Linked DNA regions of Sus scrofa: region 2 is linked to region 1. The links are chromatin contacts, called in public HiChIP or PLAC-seq maps. All regions are on one chromosome and are shown on one strand. The core of a region is the stretch at or near the end of the contact, and the rest is flanking DNA. Distances in the headings are between cores, read along the strand shown. Region 1 holds the start of NISCH (nischarin). Region 2 holds the start of STAB1 (stabilin-1).

Region 1 (4,787 bases), core at 313-2,812:
CATGAGCTGAATGAGCCCCCTGTGGGCCCGCCACCCCAGCCCTGCCCAGGCCCATCCCTCACCGCAGCCTTGTAGATGTCATCCATACTGGCGGCTCACAGGGCAGGCTGCTGAGGTTGCCAGCAGCGGCCCTCGGCTTAAATAGCCCTGCCCCGCCACATTCCCGGCCCAGCCCACCCCTGCCTGCCGTATCCTCCACTCCCTCCCCTGGACCTGGTGATCTCACACTGGCCTGAGTCCCTGTGTCCTCCGCCCAGGGCAAGGAGAAGATGAAGGGCTATAAGGACCAGGTCTCTCTCCCTCTGTCCTCCATCTCCCCAGGGACTCTCCAGAAAAGTTTTTTGAAAAAATGAAAACATAAGCCCAGGACAGACGGGAGCTGTGTACAGGGGCCTCGCCTGGGGCCCACTATACTGCAGCTCCTGTCTGCCCCGGAGGTGAGGCCCCTATACACAGCAGCTCAACCCCTATCCAATCAAGGGAATAGGTGAGGCTCCTGGAAGGACTTGCTTGAGGTCTGGCTGACGTGGCAGCTCCTAACTTAGGTTAAACCTCTCTGGAGCAGGGGCAACACTATGTAAGGAGAGGGTGGGAGAGCAGAACCCTCAGAGAAGCCTCGAATGCCAAGTTCAGAGTACGGTGCTGTGGTACTAGTGGAGAAGGAAGGCACTGACCTACCTCAGGAGAGTATGGGCTGGAGCCTTTCTGCCAAGGGTGCCAGAGAAGCCCTGCCTGAGACCTCTCATCTCCCCAGGGAGAGAAGTACTAGCTCTGGGCTTGACTGCATTCAATCAATCATTCAACAAACTCACCCTCACAGATGCCCCATCTGTGTAAGACTGTTCCCCTGAAGTTGGTTTACCACCTCTCTCTTCTAGATCTGGGTCTTCCCCTGGGTTAAGGCTCCTTCTCTGCCTGTGCTCCAGTACTGCAGTTCCTGGGTCCAGAGCCAATCTATCGCCCCCTCATTTTGAGCTCTAGTAGAACACCAGCGGGGGTCTTGTGCCAGATGGCCAGCACATAGCCATTGCTTCCACCTAACTCAACACCTTCTCGCAGAACTCACACCAGCTCCCTGCCTTGCCTGCCAGGCGTTTGCGTGGACTAGCCCACTCAGTTCTCTGGAAGCCCATGTGACATAGATCTGAGTCTTGGAGAGGTTAAGAACTGACACAATTATTCTGTCCTGCTTGCATTCTAAGCCCCAATTTTTCTTCTCCTTTAGCCTTCTTGTGCTCAACTGGGAATGAGCCCAAGAGGAAGGTGAGAGGTAACCACTGCCTCTTTTCTGGAGAAGGAAACTGAGACCAAGCGAAGCAGTGACTCGCTTCAGGTACGCCGGAAGGTGCGGGGCCATTGGTCCTTCCTTCCTGGGCACTGACTGGCAATTCCCAGAGCAGTTCCCGCCCGGAGCCTCAGTTTCTCCCCCGCTGCTAGGAGCGCGGCGGGCGGGGCCAGGCAGGTACAGATTACGCAAGTGGACCTTCCCGGGCAGCCTGCGCACGCGCGCCATTGGCAGCTGCTGTCAATTACGCGCGAGGGGCGGAGCTGGGCGGGGCGCGAGGAGGCGGCCGGTCCAAGATGGCTGCTTGGTGAGCAGCGTGGGGCGGGGGGCGGGGGCCGTCGGGGGGCGGTGGGACGCTGACCCCGCCCCCTGCTGCTGCCAGTCTGCTCCGGGCGGCGGCGGCGACCGAGCCCGGAACATGGCGGCCGCGGCGCGCAGCTTCGGGCCCGAACCGGAGGCCGAGCCGGCCAAGGAGGCTCGCGTCGTGGGCTCTGAGCTCGTGGACACGTATACGGTGTGCCGAGGGCCCCGGTGCCTGAACTAGGGGTGGCGGCTGGAACCCGATTTCAGAGTTGGGAGGTTGGGGAGGGAATCTGGGCCCAGCATCTGAAGAGGAGGAGGTGGGGGACTGCGATTTTGAAGTGGGGACCTGGAATAGCGGAATCTGGGGAAGGACCCTGGGCCCTGCAGGTAGGGAAAGAGGGTCCTGGGGTGGGGCCCAGGGAGGGGGCCTGGGAAGTGTACGCGTTTAGAAAAGCAGGATAGGGTTGGGGAAAGATTAGAGGATAAAGGGGGTCTGCGGAAGACAGGAGTCGGGTTGAGGCGGCGGTCCCTCTAGATCTTCTAGGCCTTGAGAGGCGCCGGCCTGGGAGGACGTGACAAGGGGTCTGGAAGGAGGGGAATTAGGGAAAGGGTCTCTGATGGATGAAATCTGCAGAAAGGGTCAGGGCCCTGCGGGCGGGGGCGGAGGAGACGGGGCCTTGACGTGGGAGGCCTGAGGTTGCAGTTGAGATTTGCTCTAAAAGTGAAGGGGGGCTCAGGTTCCTTGGGGCTCTGGCAGAAACAAGAATGGGGTAAGGGTGGAGCCTAGACACCGGCAATTGAAGGGGTGGCTCAGGGCTGAAAGCTTAAAACCGGGGAACCTTAGGGATCTTCATGGCTTTGGATTATGGGGGTGAGTTGGTGCTGTAAACTGCCCACGCACACTTCAGAGCTACGGGGGTGATGGAGGACAGCAAAGGGGGCAGGTTCCAGACTGTGATGAGTTGGAGGCCCTCCTGGGTCTGGATGGGATTGGGCACCTGGCCTACAGGCCAGGTTGGCTGCCTGGCAGGGACTGAGCATCTGAGCACCTCCCAGACTCCTGTCTTTTGTTCCTGGAAGGTGGGAAGTATGTGGGGGGCTTTGGCCCTGCCTTCGCCCCATCCTTTTGGACCTCATCCTAACCCTCCTCCAGGGTCATTCTTTCCTGTACTGGAGGGAGGGGATGGAAACTGCCAGGCTGGGTAGAGAGGCTGGGGACTAATTCTGTAGCAACAGGCAGGCCCTGGAGAAATGGCTGCTCCTCCATGGATGCTTAGGCTGAGTTGATTACTTTCTCCTCCCCCTTCCCTGCTTGCTTCAGGGAGGGGCGGGACCCTAGGACCAGGGGTCCTCATCCAGGTGAAAGTTGAGGTCTCTGAGTTGATGCCTGGCCGGCAGTCATGCAGCCACTGCATTCAGCTGGAGGATAAGCTCCAGAAAGCTCTCCTTATTCCGCAGGGCTGAGTCCCTCCTCTGAATGGTTGTCAGGGAGATGGTGACCTAGACTGACCATACCGTTTTGTGTCCTTTTGTCCGGGTATGCTGAGTTGAATATTAATGCACCTACCTTTGGTTGAACACTTGCTACATGTCAGGCCTTATATAAAGCATTTTGAATGCATTATCTTATTTGATTCTTAAATCGACCAGATTTTAAGATGGAGGAACTGAAGCTCAGGGAGAACTTAGGCTCTCAGCCACTTACGTAAGTGACATACATAAACCATAGCCAAGAAATGCCAGAACCTGATTCTGAACCCAGATCTTCCTTGACTCCAAGACCCGTTTCTTTTCTGTTAGGGCTTGATTGTCTATCACCATTCTCTGCCGCCCTCCCCTCAGCTTCTTAGTGCCTTGACTCCTAGCTCAGCAGCAGAAATAACAGCCATGAACATGAATCCACAGCTGAGAGCACTGGAAAAGGACTTGCTTCCAGGATATACGCAGAGCACCTGGGAAAGAATTATAGCAGAAAAGCTGGTGCTGCCAAACCTGACCCTGTTTTGTCTCCCTTAGAGGAAATGGCCTTCTTTGCCTGCAGCACAGATTGGATTGGGCTTTGAATTACATGGAAGTTGGAGTTAAAAAACAAAAGAGATGGCTCAGTATAATGGCCATCTTTTCCGTCCCTCACTGTTGGATAGAACTCACATTTATCTAATGTGCCTGCCAGATCCAGTTCTAGGGCTGTGGAAGAGGCTGAGAGGGAGCCCTGCTTCTCAGTAGGGGTCAGGGACTTCTTGTTGCTAGCTAGGCAAGGGCTATCGGTTTTCCCTTTTAGGTTTACATCATCCAAGTCACTGATGGGAGCCATGAATGGACAGTCAAGCACCGCTACAGTGATTTCCATGACCTACATGAAAAGGTAATCCTTGAGAACTGGGGTCCTGTGTCTGAGGCCTTGGGGGGCTTCTAGGCCAAGTTCCCATTGTGCCATGCATTGGTTTTAGGGCAAAACAGGCTCCGTGCCAGTTACATTAAACAGTTTATTAATGTAACTGAAAAAAAACCCCAAAAAACCTGTTAGATCCTGGGAGTCCAACCCTTGCATGAGGCAGTGCTCAAAGAACAAATTTTAACTTCAGTTTTAAGACTGCCAGTCCTAGTTTGGATGTGAGGTGCCAGGACAGCTTCCTGGGGAGGGAACAGGTTTGAACTTGTTCCACCTGACTATACCTATTCGAGAACGTGTGCTTTAATATCTGGCTGTGATTCCATTTCTTCGTTTGTTTTTGGCAAGAGCTGCCTTTTTCTGGGTTGTTTGCATCACGAGTGTCTTAAAGATAGGCCACCGCTCTGATTGGGTTTCTTTCTGGCTTGGAAAAGATGGTGATTTTAGAGACCCACAGGTATTATTTTTCCTGAATGTCTCCAAGATGGAGCTCCTCTTTCCGAATTCAATGGGTGTTGCTAGTGCTAATTGAACTTGCTGACAGATCCCAGGTGCACTAGTTGGTTCACTAATCCTGATACAACTGCCCAGGGGGCTGTGGAAGTCATAACAAGCACCTGCCCTCAGGCAGCTTGTGTTGGCCTAGCTCAATTACAGGCCCTCTTGGTCAGTGGTTGATGTGCTTATGCTTTCTTACAGCTTGTTGCAGAGAAGAAGATTGATAAAAGTCTGCTTCCGCCCAAAAAGATAATTGGGAAAAACTCAAGGAGCTTGGTGGAAAAGAGGGAGAAGGATCTGGAGGTCTAC
Region 2 (4,992 bases), core at 579-3,078, 35 kb after region 1:
CCAGCACGTCATGGCTGTGCTGTCCCTGCTAGAACGCACACCCTCTCCTGAGCCTGTCGACAAAGACTTCTACTCTGAGTTTGGAAACAAGACCACAGGTACCCCCACCCAGCTTGGGTCTCCTGGCCAACCCTGAGAGCAGTAGCAGGCCCCAGAGCAACCCCTCTGTGCCCCGGCCCCATGTCTGCTTCTGTCTCTCCTCTTTGTCTCTTTTCATGCTAAGTCACTAGGGTTTTCCGTGAACTTTCCCATGCCACCAAATCCACAGCCATCCAGTGGGTGCTTCTCAGTGTCCACTCCACTCTGGTCTCAGCTGCTGGCCTGCGGGTCTCTGCCTAAGTATGGGGGATTGGAGCCCTCTCTCCTGCTTCTGACAGACACTCAGCTCTTGCTGCTGCCTCTGGGTGGCTTGGGGCCACTGGTGCTCCCAGCCTCACCACAGGCCAGTTCCAGGCTCCAGCCCCACTGGCATCTCTCTGCAGGAAAGGTGGAGAACTACGAGCTGATCCACTCGAGCCGCGTCAAGTTCACCTACCCCAGCGAGGAGGAGATCGGGGACCTGACGTTCACTGTGGCCCAGAAGATGGCTGACCCAGAGAAGGCACCGGGCCTCAGCATCCTGCTGTACGTGCAAGCTTTCCAGGTGGGCATGCCACTACCTGGGCGCTGTAGGGGCCTGCTGCGCCCCAAGACGTTGCTGCTCACCAGCGCCGAGATCTTCCTTCTGGATGAGGACTTCGTCCACTACCCGCTGCCCGAGTTCGCCAAGGAGCCTCCACAGAGGGACCGGTACCGACTGGATGATGGCCGCCGCGTCCGGGACCTGGACCGCGTGCTCATGGGCTACCAGACATACCCGCAGGCCCTCACCCTGGTCTTTGATGATGTTCAGGGCCACGACCTCATGGGCAGCGTCACCCTGGACCACTTTGGGGAGGAGCCAGGGGGCCCAGCCAGAGCTGGCCAGGGCCGCGAGGTCCAGTGGCAAGTGTTCATCCCTAGTGCTGAGAGCCGCGAGAAGCTCATCTCACTGTTAGCCCGCCAGTGGGAGGCTCTGTGCGGCCGGGAGCTGCCCGTGGAACTCACCGGCTAGCTCACCATGTCTGGCCTGGTGTCCACTCAGGGCGGGAAAGGAGGCTTTCTTTGTTCTTTTAAAAATGTTTTCTTCTCTCTTGGTACCTTCATTTGACTGTCCTCCCAGAGAATGTGAACTGTGTGTTCAATTGGTTCTGTCTTGAGAGTGAAAGTGCCGGCCCCTCCAGGGTCTCCGGGTACCATCAGCTTCCCGTGGATCTGCCTGTCCCTGGTGCCACATGGCCGGGCACACCAGTGTCGTATCTTCTGTCGTGGGACTGTTGTTAACGTTGCACCGTGGTTCTGGTTTACTCTTTTACACGTCCTTTCCTGAGATGTGAAGTCCAGTCTTGTTACTGTTGTTGTCATTGTGGGCACCTGCTGCTGATTATGAAGCTGGCCGCACAGTGCACATTGAAAGCTCCTGCCCTGTGCAGTTTTCCAAAGGGGAAGCCTCTCCGGGACCAGACAAGTGGGAATGAGAGCCCTGTGGGGCAGGAGTCCCCCAGGCCTTGAGGCTGAGAGGGCTGGGGGCAGGGGACCTACAGCTGCCAGCCCCAAGTGTGATTCCTGTTGCCTATTTTCTCTATTCCATAAAGCCAAGTTTGACACAGTCTGGCTCTTTTATTTCAAAGGCCACTGGGGTCCCAGCAGGGCACTGGGCAGGGCGTGGTGAGAGAGAGGGTGCCATCAAGAAGGTGAGATATTGCAGGAAGAGAAGGAGGGAGGAGGGGATGAAGGAAAGTACGTGGCTCTCCCAGGGCCAGATGCGGAATCGGTGTCACTGGAACCTGGGACAGGGAAAGGGCCATGCTGGGCCAGGGCTAAACCCGGAGCCTCAGGGCAAACAAGGGGCATGAAGCTCCTCAGGCATACCTGGCACACTGGCTGCTGCCCTGCCACCTTCACACCTGGGCCTGCTGTGAGGCTTAAGCCTGGAGCCTGGGATAGCTTACTCTGTGAGGTCTAGGGGCCTCACCAGGATGGCCTGCAGGGGGAAAAGCCTACAGGGAGGTGGCCCCAGGGCTGGAGTGTGGGGAGGAGTGCCCTGTGCTGTCCGTGTCTGGGTTCCTTGTCCTGAGAGATTGTTGTCTCAGGGAGCCCAGCTAAGGTAGGATGTAGGATTTCTTTAGGAGCCAGCCTCTGTGCCCCATCCTTCCTCAACCCGTTCCTGCCCTCCACAGCAGGGCTTCTGAGGCTCACTTGCCTCTCTTTCATCCTGGCCCAGTCAGGAGCCTTGGGCCCTAAGGCTGCAGGGCCATTTGGGCCAGGCAATATTAAGGGGATGGGAAGTGGCTAGCTAACCCAGATCCCAGGCCTGCCTCTCCTCAGTTTGCCCTTGGTGGCAGCAGAAAGGGAATCCTGGCCTGGAGGAAAGCTTGGGGCGGGGGGTACCACCAAGAGAAGGGTCTCCCCATCCACACACCCCCAGCCAGCTCTCAAAGACCAGCTCCATGCCCCTCAGCTGGTGGGGGAGGGGACAGTGATAAGCCTGCCCCCAATCAGGCCTTTATCAAAGGCCTGTACAAATGGCCATCTCCCTGTTTCCATCTCAGTCATGTCATTGACAAATGCAGATTTATAGACCAGAGTCGAGGTCCACTGCACATAGGCCTCACCTATTAGACGGACTCCTGCTCCCAGGCCCTCCAGCCCCCAGCATATAATAGCCGACCCCAGCCTAGAGGGGTCATGAGGACAGGACCTAATGGGGAGAGTTTGTGCAGTGTAGTCAGGGGCGGGGTGCCCTGCAGGCAGCAGAACTGGGATTGGAGTTTAACTCTGGTTAAGCAATCTTAGAAGAATTCCCTAGTTCCCTCTGAGCCTCCGTTTCCCCATTGGTAACAGAATAATAAAAGTAACTCCCTTCATTCATCCATCCCACAAATCTGTGTGAACCAGCCAATCACTGTCCCTGCTCTCCCTTAGCTGACATTCCAGCGGGAGACAGAAAATAAACTAAACCAGTGCCGGCTGGTGGCCAGTGCTACGAGAAGGCGAAGGCTGGAGAACTTTAACCTGGACCTTGTGGTGAGTCCTATGAGGATCTGGAGCAAAAGCACCTAGGGAGCTCACTCTGTGGTTAGGGAGTAGGAAGGCCCGTGTGGTGGAGCAGAGTGGGGGTGGGGGAGCAGGCAATGAGGGCAGAGGGGCCAGCCTGGCACAGAGTGGGGTCCAGAGTGCAGGGGGAAGCCTCAGGACAGAGTGGAGAATGAGTTGGGGCAGATGGGCAGCAGGGGAACACAATGGGGATGGGCATCCGGCGGCAGTGAAGGCCGAGCAGGGCAGGGGAGAGAAGGAGTAGTCTGATGGGTGTCTACTTGGCACAGAGGCTAGCAGGGATTCAGAGGCCTCTGAGAGCCCTCAGCAGCTGGAAAGGTGGAAGCAGACACACTTGATTCTGGGGCCCCCTCCCCCCACCAACCCTCAGAACCTACCCCCACCCTCACCCCAGAGCCTCTGAATGAAACACCCTGGGCTTTCAGGTGCTTGAGGTGGGGAGTTGTTTGCAAATACACTGGAACGTTCTTCACAACCTCTGATATCCCGCAGGCTTGTGGATAATGATGGGCTCGGAGGCTGTGATGCCAGGAGGAAGGTCCCGGGCCAGGAAGCTCCAAGCAGGGCCCAGGCATCCATGTGGGGGTCAGTGGCCAGCACCTTCCCTTCAGCCTGCAGCCTGCTGATATGCAGGAGGAAATCCTGGTGGGTTCCTGTCGGGGGGAGCTGGCGGGGCCTCCTGACTGCTTTTAAAGCGCCTGCCCACTCCGCCCCGCCTGCCCACACTGTTCCTGCTTCCTCAAGCTCATTCCTCACACTGGCCACCCTGACTCTGTCCTACACAGCAAGCCAGCCAGCCACCACCAATCATGGCCGGGCCCCGGAGCCGCCTCCTGCTCGGCTTCCTGGCCCTCTTCCTGGCAGTATCCAGCTTCATCATGGGGCAGAAGGTGAGTGTGAGCTTGTCGCAGGCGGCTGTGGTATCCAGGACCTCCTGGCCAGTGGTGGGAGCAGGGAGGGAGCATGTCCAGATCAGATGCGGGGCTGGGGACACAGATGGTTCTTGTCTGACCTCCTCTGAGCTGGACAGAGGGCTGGGCTCTTGTGCCCACCTCCTCAGGCTGAGGTCTGTGTCTCGCCACTTGGGGTGGCAAGGATGTGTCAGCCTGCCCTCCTCTGTGTCCGGCTAGCCAGCCAGGTGATATGGGGGCAGCCATCCCAGAGCTCCCCAGCCCAAGGACAGGGTAAGGTACAGAGCCAGGTCCATCTCCCTGCCCACACTGCAGTCCAGGTCACCCTGGCTGGAGATAGGAGATGTGGTCACCCCAGCCCTCACAGGACTGACAAATCAAGAGGCTCATGTGGACACTGGGTGGGCATGCTACATGTGTGTGTGCATGTGTGCCTGTGTCCTGCCCCAAGGGTGCCCAGAGGAGGCAGGGGTCCACTCACCCCCAGGCCCTCTGGGCAAACAAGAGCCAGCAATAATGCCCTCGAGCCCAAGAGCTGCTATTTACCAAGCGCACAGCTGGGCACACCTGACATTATCCCCTGAAATCATTCTGGCCCCTGAGAATGGGGCCCTATTGTTCTCTGCCTGAAGAAGCCAAGGCCCAAGGATGATAGGGGCAAGTCGTTTCCACTCTGGAGCCACGCTCTGGACCACTGTCTGCAGTTCCCCATTGGCCACAAGGGAGGCCTGGACAGGGTCTGGGTGTGCGGCTCTCAGGTCCATGTAAGCCAGCCCCCTCCAGTCTGCCTGGATCTGCCTGCAGATCCACCCAGGTCCCACAGTAGGGTCACTGTCCCAACTGGAGTTTCTGGAGGAGCCTCCCATCCAAGGTTTGGACTCACTATCACCAGGCTGGGTCCTGCCTCCACCTGAAGGATCCTCTCCTTTAAGGCCAAGTTCATCTG

The links. HiChIP or PLAC-seq counts read pairs in DNA pulled down with a chosen protein or histone mark.
Region 2: an H3K27ac HiChIP or PLAC-seq map of alveolar macrophages shows a contact between it and region 1. The contact joins the promoter of STAB1 here to the promoter of NISCH in region 1. A contact is called at or near these places in 1 of 47 Hi-C or Micro-C datasets (liver) and 1 of 2 datasets of contacts at active chromatin or transcription factors (alveolar macrophages).

The regions. Positions count from the first base shown.
Region 1 is chr13:34,594,226-34,599,012 of Sscrofa11.1, forward strand. It overlaps NISCH (nischarin), which reads left to right and starts at 1,563. Exons shown (of 21, transcript XM_001925354.5): 1 at 1,563-1,799; 2 at 3,870-3,953; 3 at 4,680-4,787. The coding sequence starts at 1,704. It overlaps TNNC1 (troponin C1, slow skeletal and cardiac type), which reads right to left and starts at 95. Exons shown (of 6, transcript NM_001130243.1): 1 at 63-95. The coding sequence starts at 86.
Region 2 is chr13:34,628,620-34,633,611 of Sscrofa11.1, forward strand. It overlaps STAB1 (stabilin-1), which reads left to right and starts at 1,829. Exons shown (of 70, transcript XM_021068893.1): 1 at 1,829-3,105; 2 at 3,628-3,780; 3 at 3,921-4,025. The coding sequence starts at 3,713. NISCH (nischarin) reads left to right here. Exons shown (of 21, transcript XM_001925354.5): 20 at 1-98; 21 at 483-1,687. The coding sequence ends at 1,093.